Regions from separate parts of the Hordeum vulgare genome. Here region 2 is linked to region 1. The links are chromatin contacts, called in public Hi-C maps. All regions are on one chromosome and are shown on one strand. Each heading gives the region's core, a stretch centred on a gene start, on an enhancer-like site or on the middle of the called end of the contact. The rest is flanking DNA. Distances are from core to core; before and after follow the strand shown.

Region 1 (5,280 bases), core at 2,650-5,149:
CACGGTTAGACTTGCTTGCGTTTCCAAAATAGACAAAGATTAAGGCACGTCGCATTTACTCCTAGCAGCTAATTAATACTCTGTTGTACTACTTCTATATGCATGCCTAGTGTGAATGCTATTTTTTAACTCATTTCACAGCCAATCAATAACCACCTAGGTCCTAGAGAATTTGGATGTACGCGACGGAGGGAGTATTTTATTTATAGATACATTCATTATATCCATTTCTAGGACAAGTATTTCCGGACGGAGGGAGTATGTACCAAGTTGCAGTATCCCAAATTTCTTGGTCTCTGTAAATACATATTTATTCTGATTTCTGAAGCTACCTGAATGGATCGATCGACTTTTGGCGAATGGTAGCGGGAATCCTCTGAAAGATGGGAGCATACGGATTGATTCAGATCAACATGGAATTGTTACCTCATGCTCATTATAGATTTTCCCTGGGGAATGACTTATCTTGGATTCAAAAACAAAGAATAGCCTAGCAGAAGAAAGTAGTTATTCTTGCATCTCTGCTACTAGGAAAGTAAGTCATTGACAAAGGACCCAACCCTTCTGAATTCGCTGAGCGAGACCTAAGATCGGAATGAACAGCAGTCGAAACCCTGAGCCCATCGTGTCTGCCAGCTATGCAATGGCTCTACTTGAGATTCCGTAGGGAGAGCAGTCGCTAACCTTTCCTTCGGTCAATCACGAGAAATTTGATATGCGCGCATTTTGACAGTTTTGTGTGATTTGTAGCAAACTATGAACTGGAAAGTTCTCCCCCAAATAGGTGTGGTGGTATGCATCTGTGGTTGTGTTTGCGCTAGTGTTTGGATCTTATATACAGTTCTTTTGGGGTATGAACAGCCAAATTTGAGGCATCCATAACACAGCATCGTAAACATATTCTCTACATGACTGCTCACCGACCTGACATCTTTAGCCCACCGAAAATAACAGGTCGGGTAACCTGGGACTCTACGGTCATATACCGTAATATATAGCCACTATAATATGTCATTGCCTCATGGTACATTAAGTCAGACGCACCATCGCCTCAAACACCCTAATTCGGTAGCTTCTTCTGAAGGTCTGGTCAGCTTGTGCTATTCGAATTTTTTGTTATGCGCCGCTGCACAAGAATTCTTCTGCTTTGTCAGAGCAAAAAAGCCGGGATTTTTCAGTGCAACATAGAAACAGATGAAGCTTCCCCGGCCCTTTGCTTCAGATGCCCAGCCATCACCAGTTCATGTTCCTCTATCATCCTTTCTGTTTAATCGGATGGCCCCTGAAATGCCTTTTCCTGAAACTTGCCACACGCCGTTGCGGATTGACAATATTGCGATGCCAGACAGTGAGCTTCTGATATCCGGCCAGACCTGTGTGCGGTCACTGGAATTATTGGCTCCAGAACTATCCGCAGCAATGGAATCTCAAGTAGCCAGTCGAGACACTATGCAGGATCCAATAAAAGAACAGAGCATATCTGAGCTTATTTCTTCAACTATCACACTTCAGTTGTGATCACAGCCATAACAAACGGTGGTAAGAGCAGCAGCCAAGATGGGCATCAACTCAGGGTTGCTGAAGACACACAAAGGGCAGGTCGCGCACCTGTTTCTTAACTTGTCAGAATTGACCAACAATCTCCGGGGATTAAGAAAACACATGGCCACGTAAAACAATGGTTTACCTTGCATTGTGAGGCTCTTACCCCATCGAAGAACTGCTTGATTCCCGGCAGGGAACAAAGAAAAGCAGCCAAGAAGCAGTATAGATTCTAGAAAACAGTAAACCGACCTGAAAAAGAGGAACACACACACTTGCAACTACTCCCTCTGTACCTAAATAATTATAGTTGGGAAAAACTAGACTAGTTCTTCCCAACTACAATTATTTAGGTACGGAGTAATAGAGTTATCTGAAAATGTATGCCTAAATTTTGTCTCCTTGTGTCCCTGTGGTACGCCTTTAGTACAGGTCCCTTTCATTGGCTAACCAGAATAGAAAAGAAAAGGAGTCATTGTAATGTTCTTTTACAAAACAAAAAATATCATAGCTGACCATCGAATAGAACTATCACTGTACCAGACTACCAGTGCAAGAAATTTCCTTCATGCACATATCGGTTGATACAATGCAAAGTGTTCTGGCTAGAAATGACTTGAAAGAGTACGTAAATCCGTATCCATTTTATTTTCCACGCATCAGGTTTATTATTCTTAGCCGCCAGTGACAAAGAGATCACAACCTAATCAGTACAGACTGCAGATAATAATGAACTCCAGATGTCAAGTGCCACCATTAGCCAAGGAATAAGTGATTTATACAGGAGAGAAACTTGAAACCTGAATGTAACTACTACAACACTTGAGTGAAACAATCTACTTCAGCCAAAAATCACCAAAGATAGGGCCCTCCATGGATGGATATCCGTAAATAACCATACATATATCACCGTAACTAGTGAGAACAAAAACATGCTTGTAAATGCAATAGCCTACACATTACCTGATCGTTTGGTATCGCCATTTATTCATGCAATGACTCAGAAGACAACTGATCAAATGAAAGAATTCCATCTCCAGATCTGACGAGTCTGAAAAGATTTCATAACCAGTAAGAATAAAAATTAACATAGGTCGAGAAACAGCTTGTTAAGATCTTCGGCACTCCCTTATTAGAATATTGTCAGTAGATTTTTATGGATGATTAATTGTCCACTGACCGTAAATAGTTAAAGATCCTTCTTTGTGTCTTCCAAGACTACGTTTTGCAGTTAGGAAATTCATCTACTCAGAGTCAAACAATGCATGCAAAACAACAAACAAGAAGCCAATGACAATCATACCCAGCCTTGAACACATCTTCTTACGTGTCCTGCCCGCTTCTCCTATGGCTATAAATAGTCAAAGATCCTTTTTTGTGTGTGTTCCTAGGCTACATTTTGTAGTTCGGAAATTCATCTACTCAGAGTCAAACGATGCATGCAAAAAAATAAACAAGGCAATAACAATAATACCGCTGCCCACTTCTCCTATGAATATGAACGCCCCCTACAAGAGTTGTGCTCCAGCATTGTTGTAACTTTCAGTTTGGCATGTTCGAATATTTTTTGGAGAAAGGCATCTTGATTTCTTGAACATTACGCGGTTCCACTGTCCAATTAGCACTGGGGCAACAATTAATGTGACTTTGGAAGAAGGTCTAGCTTTTGCACCGACGAGAAGACACAAGGATTGACATTGGAATGAGAATCAAGGAGAGTTGTTTTGCTTGGGATGCTGACACAGCAACCGAGCTGATCTGGTGCAGGAGCAGTTCCAATTTTTTTAACTTGAGATACAACTGCGAATCTACTTACCATAGCTGGAAACGTCAGATCAACTAGATCCTAATTCTACCTACAGATATGAACAGATGGAAGCTCCACACGGAGAGATGCGGCTTGATCGGCCGGCCTTCCTGGGTTTCTGAGCTGCCCATGGAAGCTCACAGCTGGATAGATCTTCCATCCATCTGATGTGTGCTGCTAAAGATCTGACACACTAGCTAACTATCTCTGAGGTCAACTTGATCGTGTGCAGCAGTGCTGCGCTGTCATGTTAATCAACTCAACTGGGGCACACCTGGCATTTTTGACTGCTCATTTGGAATCTGCCGACGCCACCCAAGGTCTGCTCCTCCCGGCCAACCTGTTACCACCCGTGTGGCATTAACTGTCAATATCATGCATGGCCCTGTGATCTAGGCAAAGATGCTGTGCACGGAGAACAATGGAACCTGCAAAATGTCAATGAAATTAGCAGAGAAACACAGTGGATTGTACTGCCTTTTTTTTCACTTATGTGATTCGTTCTCCCTCTTTCATCTGTCAGAACACAGCTGGTGAGGAGCTGACCTGAGAATTAACAAATGCAGGCCGGTGCAGTGCCTGGCAGTGTCAGAAGCTTCTTCGACTCGGATCCAGCAAAACGTAGCCATTACCAAGGTCGAGGTTACACCCACTATAAATGGCTAGCATCGCTGCTCATTCTGCATAAACCCGTAAGCTAACACAAACAGCTCTCTCTGGTCGGTATTCAGGTTCAGCGTTCTCATCCTACGATGAGATCGCTGCTCCCTGTAGTTCTTCCCATCCTGATTCTTGTGCTTGCCGCCCATGTATCCCAGGCAGATAAGAGTTCTGCGGGTGGAAACGGGAAGGGCTCCTATGGTGGTGGTGATCACAAATCAAATGGTGTAGGGCCGGTGAAAAATCCACATTGCCCTAAACCAGGACGTGGTCCGAATCCCCACGACAAGGATGGTCCAAGCAATAGGGGTCGAGGACCGCCAAACAAGGACTGCGATGATGCAGAGACATCACCGTCATCGCCTGATGGAGCTGGTCCTTCCCCAGACCAAGGTAACGGTACCCCATCGCCACCGTCAACCCCGTCTTATTCTCCACCGGCTCCATCTGACCAAAGTAATACTCAGTCACCTCCACCTCCCTACCAACCTAGCACTCAATCCCCTTCACCGTCATCATCATCTAGCCCCCCACCACAAGCTCCCGCCACCCCACAAATACCTCCATCGCCACCACCACCTCCATCTAGCCCACCCATAGCACCTCCCGTGGACCCGACTAATGAGCAGCCTCCACCATTGCCATCATCTAGCCCACCCACAGCACCTCCGGTGGACCCGACTAATGAGCAGCCTCCACCATTGCCATCATCTAGCCCACCCACAGCACCTTCGGTGGACCCGACTAATGAGCAGCCTCCACCATTGCCATCATCTAGCCCCCCACCAGTAGCTCCTGCTACACCACCTGCCTACCAACCTAGCCCTCAATCCCCTCCACCGCCATTGTCATCTAGCCCCCCACCACAAGCTCCACAAACACCTCCATCTAGCCCCCCTGTTACACCTCCAACCTACGAACCTAACGATCAATCGCCACCGCCTCCATTGAATCCTCCATCCATTAACCAACCACCTCCATCTAGCCCACCCGCAGCACTACCTCCGGTAGACCCAACTAATGAGCAGCCTCCACCGCCACCGTCATTTAGCCCCCCACCAACAAATCCTAGTACATCTCCACCATACCAACCTAGCAACCAATCCTCTCCGCCACCATCATCATCTAGCTCCCCACCGCTAGCTCCAGTTACCCCACAAACACCTCCATATAGTCCCCCAATTGCACCTCCAAGGTATGAACCTAACGATCAACCGTCACCGCCACCATTGAATACTCCATCCATTCCCCCACCGCCACTAGTTACCACA
Region 2 (5,155 bases), core at 1,630-4,129, 290 kb after region 1:
CCTGCATAGATGGCATTGGCAAATACATTCAATCATTAATGTGGAGATAAGGCGTTCTTACGAAGTTACAGTTATGTCAATCACTGAAGATAATGTCAAAGGCCACCTAACCATATGCATCTTAGCTGTTATCACGACACGAGGGGCAACATTCAGATGTGGTTAGCTATTAATAGTATCTTTTTAGTTTAGGTTCGTGAGGCTACCAGGAAAATAATTCTGGTCACCAAGTCAAGCAAACATTGGGTACAAACTAATAATAGACAAAGTTTTTACCAAACTACAGTAATTGACACGAGTACATGACAGTATGGCATGATAACTATAGATTGTAAAGAATGAGCATATATAAGATGGGAGGCGCCTCTAAGATAGTAAAAGGAAAAGAGATGAGAAATGTGGGTATGCTACAAAATTGTTTTATCACAAGAGATTTCCTGACCTGTTCTCCAATATCATACATGCATATATATTTGCTGTTTCCTCCTGCTAAAATATAGCTTCCATCAGCAGAATAGCACAGCGTCGTGAAGTACTTTCCTATACTCGTATTAGCTGCAGATCTTCTATCAGTCATGAGCCGCCCGCCAGAAATATCCCTGCGGCCTTCAATTGTATACATCAACAAGCCATCAAAGGGATCCCAGAAATTGATTAGGCCATCTAGTGTGCTGCATGCAATCTGCCTTCCGTCAGGACGATAAGCCAAGGTAAGAACATCATGTGAGTGCTGAAACGTTTCCACAGCACCCTTGCTCTCAAATACATCCCAAAGACGAACGGTCTTGTCCCATGATGATGAAGCCAAAATAGCCTACAAAACATAAGCTAGTTACTCTTTCTGTGGATTTACAAAATACATAGAACCACTAATAGAGCAGATTCAGCACAATTTCCTTAGTCAATTTGTTTCAAAAAAAATTGTACTTTTAACTACCAGGAATAGGAACCAAAATACAGCAAAGCATGGACTTACACTGATTGGTGAAAACATTAGACCATGAACTGGTCCTTGGTGGCCACTGAGCACATCCAACAAACGACCAGTCTTCATTGACCAAACATAAATCTGCATGAATAACATTGTGGTTATCAAGGAACTAGAATTAGAGCATATAGGCAGCAAAAGGACTGCCAGAAAAATGTTGAGTGTATACACACACCTCAAATGAATCAAGTGTTCCAGCACAAATTACTTCCCCGCTCTGATCTGCCGTTAAAGAAACAAATTGTCTAGGTGAAGGGGTCGTAAATGTCTTGAAGTTACGATAACGGAACAGATCCCATGCTCGAATAGTCCCATCAAGGGAGGCACTGAGAAGAGAATGGTTATTGGCCATAAAATGAACTGCAGTAACAGCATTTGTATGCTCGGAAAATGTTATGAAACAGAACCCAGAGGCAGCCGTCCAGACCTGCAGCAAGCAAGTCACGTGTATCAAACTCAATGCAGGATAATGATATACTTAACTGTTAAAACAATATGGTCTTAGACATAGGAAAAAGTTGTGATAGTTATAATTTCTGGTTTTCAATTCAAAGAGGTACTAGAAAAAATATCAATTACTTCATCATCTCAATAGCATTTCATCAAGTATCTTGGCCTACTTTAAGAGCACAGCCGGCCAAGCAGAAAAAGGATATAACAGAGATTGCAAATGGCACCACTAGTTCCAACATACCTTGACTTTGTTATCATCAGCTCCAGTAGCAATTAACTGAGAATCTGGTGAGTATGCAATGCAGTTGACATCGAAGTAGTGACCCTGCTGCTTCAAAATGTAGCTCTCTGACCGCCACTCCCACACCAGCAGTTGGCCAAGTTTGGCGCACCCAAAAACTAACCAATTCCCCAAGCTGTTGAAAATAGCTGTGGTGATCTTCTCCCTTGATATTGAGAGCTGGCAGTGGCACACAAAGTCGGGCATCTGGTACAGCCCAAACACCCCGTTAGAAAACCCAACCACCACCATGTCAAGATCCCGGTGGTAATCACAGGCTGTTAGCTTAGCAGGCGCCTGCATGAAGAAGTTCTTTTTCTGCAGCTCCCACTTTGCCAAATGAAGCGGAGTGGTGCTGGGCTCTTCCAAGCTCTTCCTCTTCCTGCTGCTCCCAGCATCCAATTCCGGCTCACCATCCTGCTCTGGTGTCCCGGGTGAAGGTGGAGGAGATGCGGCATCATTGCCCTCCACCAAATTCCATGTAAAGATAGCTCCGTCCTTTGAAACCGTGTAGACCCCGTGGACTCTGCCCGACTTCTTATCGGTGGCGAAGAAGGCGCCAACGACAGCCGCACGGTGGCCGAGGAAGAGGAAGGGCTTGTTACCGGTGCCCCGCTTGACGGGCAGGAGGCGGGCAGTGAGGTCCTTGCAGGCGACGAGGAGGGAGGCGGAGTCGGGGGACCAGTCGAAGGAGGTGACCCCGGCGGCGAAGCCGGGGAAGACGCGGAGGAGGTGGAAGGGGAAGAACTCCCTGCGGAAGGAGGGGGAGCGCCAGATCTGGACGAGCTTGCCGACGGCGACGGCGATGAGCTGGCCGTCGGGGCTGAAGCGGACGGCGGAGGGGGCGGCCTTGAAGGAGACGCGGTGGAGGACGGCGCGGCGGCGGAGGTTGGCGTAGAGCGCGCGGCCCTTGTCGTCGCAGGCGAGGAGGAAGTCGCCCGAGGGGGAGGTGGCGAGGCGGGCGATGTTGGCGGAGGACTCGAAGGGGAGGGTGAGCGAGGAGGAGGCGGCGAGGTCGGTGGTCGCCACGCGGTTCCCCACCGCCGAGAGGAGCACGGAGGAGTCCCCCGCGAAGACGGCGTCGCCGCCGCGGTACGGCGCGCCTAGAAGGTTCTGGAAGCGGTAGTTCATGGCGGGGGCGGGGGTGGGCGGGAGTGGGGGCTAGGGTTTTGGGGAGGGGGGAGGAGTGAGTAGTTGACGACGACGAGGGTTTTGCTCTGGGTTCGTTCCAGCGTTTGATGGGCTGAATGCGACAGTTTCTGGCCCAACCGTGGAACGGGCTCACGAAATTGAACATTCTTTTTCGTCTCAAAAAAAAAAACATTCTTCTAAAAAAAATTTGAAATTGAACGTCTGCCACACGTGGAATTTTAAACTTTCTTAGGCTAAGGTTATCTCTGATCCATCAGGAACCAAATCCCGATGCTCGCATTTATTTCTGAATTTATTTTAAAATTTTCAACGATACGACATATTATGAAAGGAATTTATAAATTGTAAGATGATACGCGGACTTAATTTCTCGCATGTGCTCGTAAAAATAGGGTGTGCGCTCCGTCCTGTATTGTGTTTAAGAAAACACACGGGACTCCAAAAATGTATAAATATTCTGGGAGCACTTGTCATCCGCTATCGATCGATCCTTGGCTTGCCCCTCGCCGAAACGTGCACGTACGTAGCTCGTCAAGCATCCATACCATATACTTATACCAGACGTGCACAGCAGGGCAAAAGGAATAATGAAAACTGATCGCGCGTGACAAGCTTCCCTTCTTCCTCCTCTCGCCGGTCGGTCTCCTCTGCGCGGCCGGCATTTGCCTCCCCGCCGCCATCTTCCCCTGCCAGCCCAGCACATGGCCATGGACATGTCCACGCACGCGGCGACGGCACTGGAGCACCACCTTGGCCTCCTCCTCGCGGGGATCCTCTGCGGCGGCCTGCTCTCCGGCGCGCTCCTCGCCGCCGCCGCCCTCTCCCTGCTGCTGCTGCTCGCCGGTGCGCTGCTCGCGGTGGCCGCGCTCGCCGCGTCGGACGCGTGCAGGCTCTCGGCCCTCGCCGCGCGCGCCCTCGACGCGGCCGCGGCGGAGCTGAGGCTGGCTGGCGCGGTCGCCTTGTGCGTCGCGCTCGGCGCCGTGGTGCGCGCGTCCGTGGCCCTCCGGGGCTGGGCCGGCGTGCTCGCGTCGCGCGGGGGCTACAAGAAGAAAATCTCATGCTACTGACTGCTGATAGCGATTAGCATGAGACGTATATCAGCTGCCGAAAATATACCGAATGTAAAATACTCGCTCCGTTTCTAAATATAAGTCTTTTAAAAAAAAATACTAAAAAACTACATACGAAACAAAATGAATGAATCTACATTCTAAAATATGTCTATGCTAGTGGAACCTCTACAAAGACTTATATTTAAAAACGGAGGGAGTATAAGTCTTTGTAAAGGTTTTAATAGAGAACAACATACGGATGTATTTTAAAGTATAGTCCTCTAATAAAATACCTAAAAAGATTTATATTTAAGAACGGAGGGAGTAATGTTTTCGTTCTTAGACAGCAAGGAGTGTATGTCAAGAGTTAATGGGAAAAAATCGTGACCATAGATTATTTTTTTATGATCTGTGGAAGAAAATTATACAAAACACGCCAACGTGTGTTTGGTCATGGGCGACATTAGGGCGTGTTGATGTTCCAAATGTGAATTGAATCAGGCGGGCCCATGCGTTGATATAGATTCACTATAAAACTACTCCTTCCGCCCTCCTAAAAAAGGGAAGTATCTCTTTTCTGTGTGTATCTCTCCTTATACCAAAAGAAGGAAACTATCTCATACTTTTTTGGACTAATTGATTCACATTCCACTAACAAATTTTCCAAGGGTAATTTAGTCTTAATATGTCTATAATTAGGTAAATTGGTCACCGTACCGAAAATAATACACCTTATATAAAGGAACGAAGGGAGTATAAATGAAATCTTTAAAAAGACTTGTATTTAGAAACGGAGGGAGTAGTATTTATTAGCTGAGACGATGACACACTTCTCTTCTGTGAACGAAAAACTTTGCATGCAAGTCATCAATGAATGTAGAGCTGTGGAGCTATCCAGTCTAGTGTACAACACACTGGCTATGCTACCGAGACCGACAACAAAGATCCTTCACGATGTACACAAAATCAATAAAGATATATCTTCCTCGTATGACTATCAACTTCCCACACTCGCCGCGGGTTTTGCTTTTTTCAACTCTGACGGAACATGTTCGGGCCTTCAAAACTGTTATCTTGTTGGGTCAATTGCACTATACACGGGCGCCCAATGTCTGGAGCTGGTAAAAGGAACAGACAAAAAAATTGATGTTTTAGGCAACCAGAAGAGTTAATTAGGTATGTAGAAAGGGAAGGAACTGATATGATTCAAACCTGGCTAACAAGAAGATC

What was found. Hi-C and Micro-C count contacts between places; a contact is called where the count stands out from the background.
Region 2: a contact with region 1 is called in a Hi-C map of leaf, with 3 times the contacts expected there. The contact joins the promoter of LOC123450046 here to the promoter of LOC123419246 in region 1. A contact is called at or near these places in 2 of 6 Hi-C or Micro-C datasets (leaf and seedling).

Annotation. Positions count from the first base shown.
Region 1 is chr1H:497,945,319-497,950,598 of MorexV3_pseudomolecules_assembly, forward strand. LOC123419246 (extensin-like) reads left to right here and starts at 3,900. Exons shown (of 1, transcript XM_045107143.1): 1 at 3,900-5,280. The coding sequence starts at 4,102. It also overlaps the pseudogene LOC123402080.
Region 2 is chr1H:498,236,232-498,241,386 of MorexV3_pseudomolecules_assembly, forward strand. LOC123450046 (periodic tryptophan protein 2) reads right to left here and starts at 2,880. Exons shown (of 8, transcript XM_045127447.1): 1 at 1,683-2,880; 2 at 1,164-1,415; 3 at 977-1,069; 4 at 443-814; 5 at 1. The coding sequence starts at 2,852. It overlaps LOC123450055 (golgin candidate 5-like), which reads right to left. Exons shown (of 19, transcript XM_045127456.1): 18 at 5,138-5,155; 19 at 4,709-5,043. The coding sequence ends at 5,017.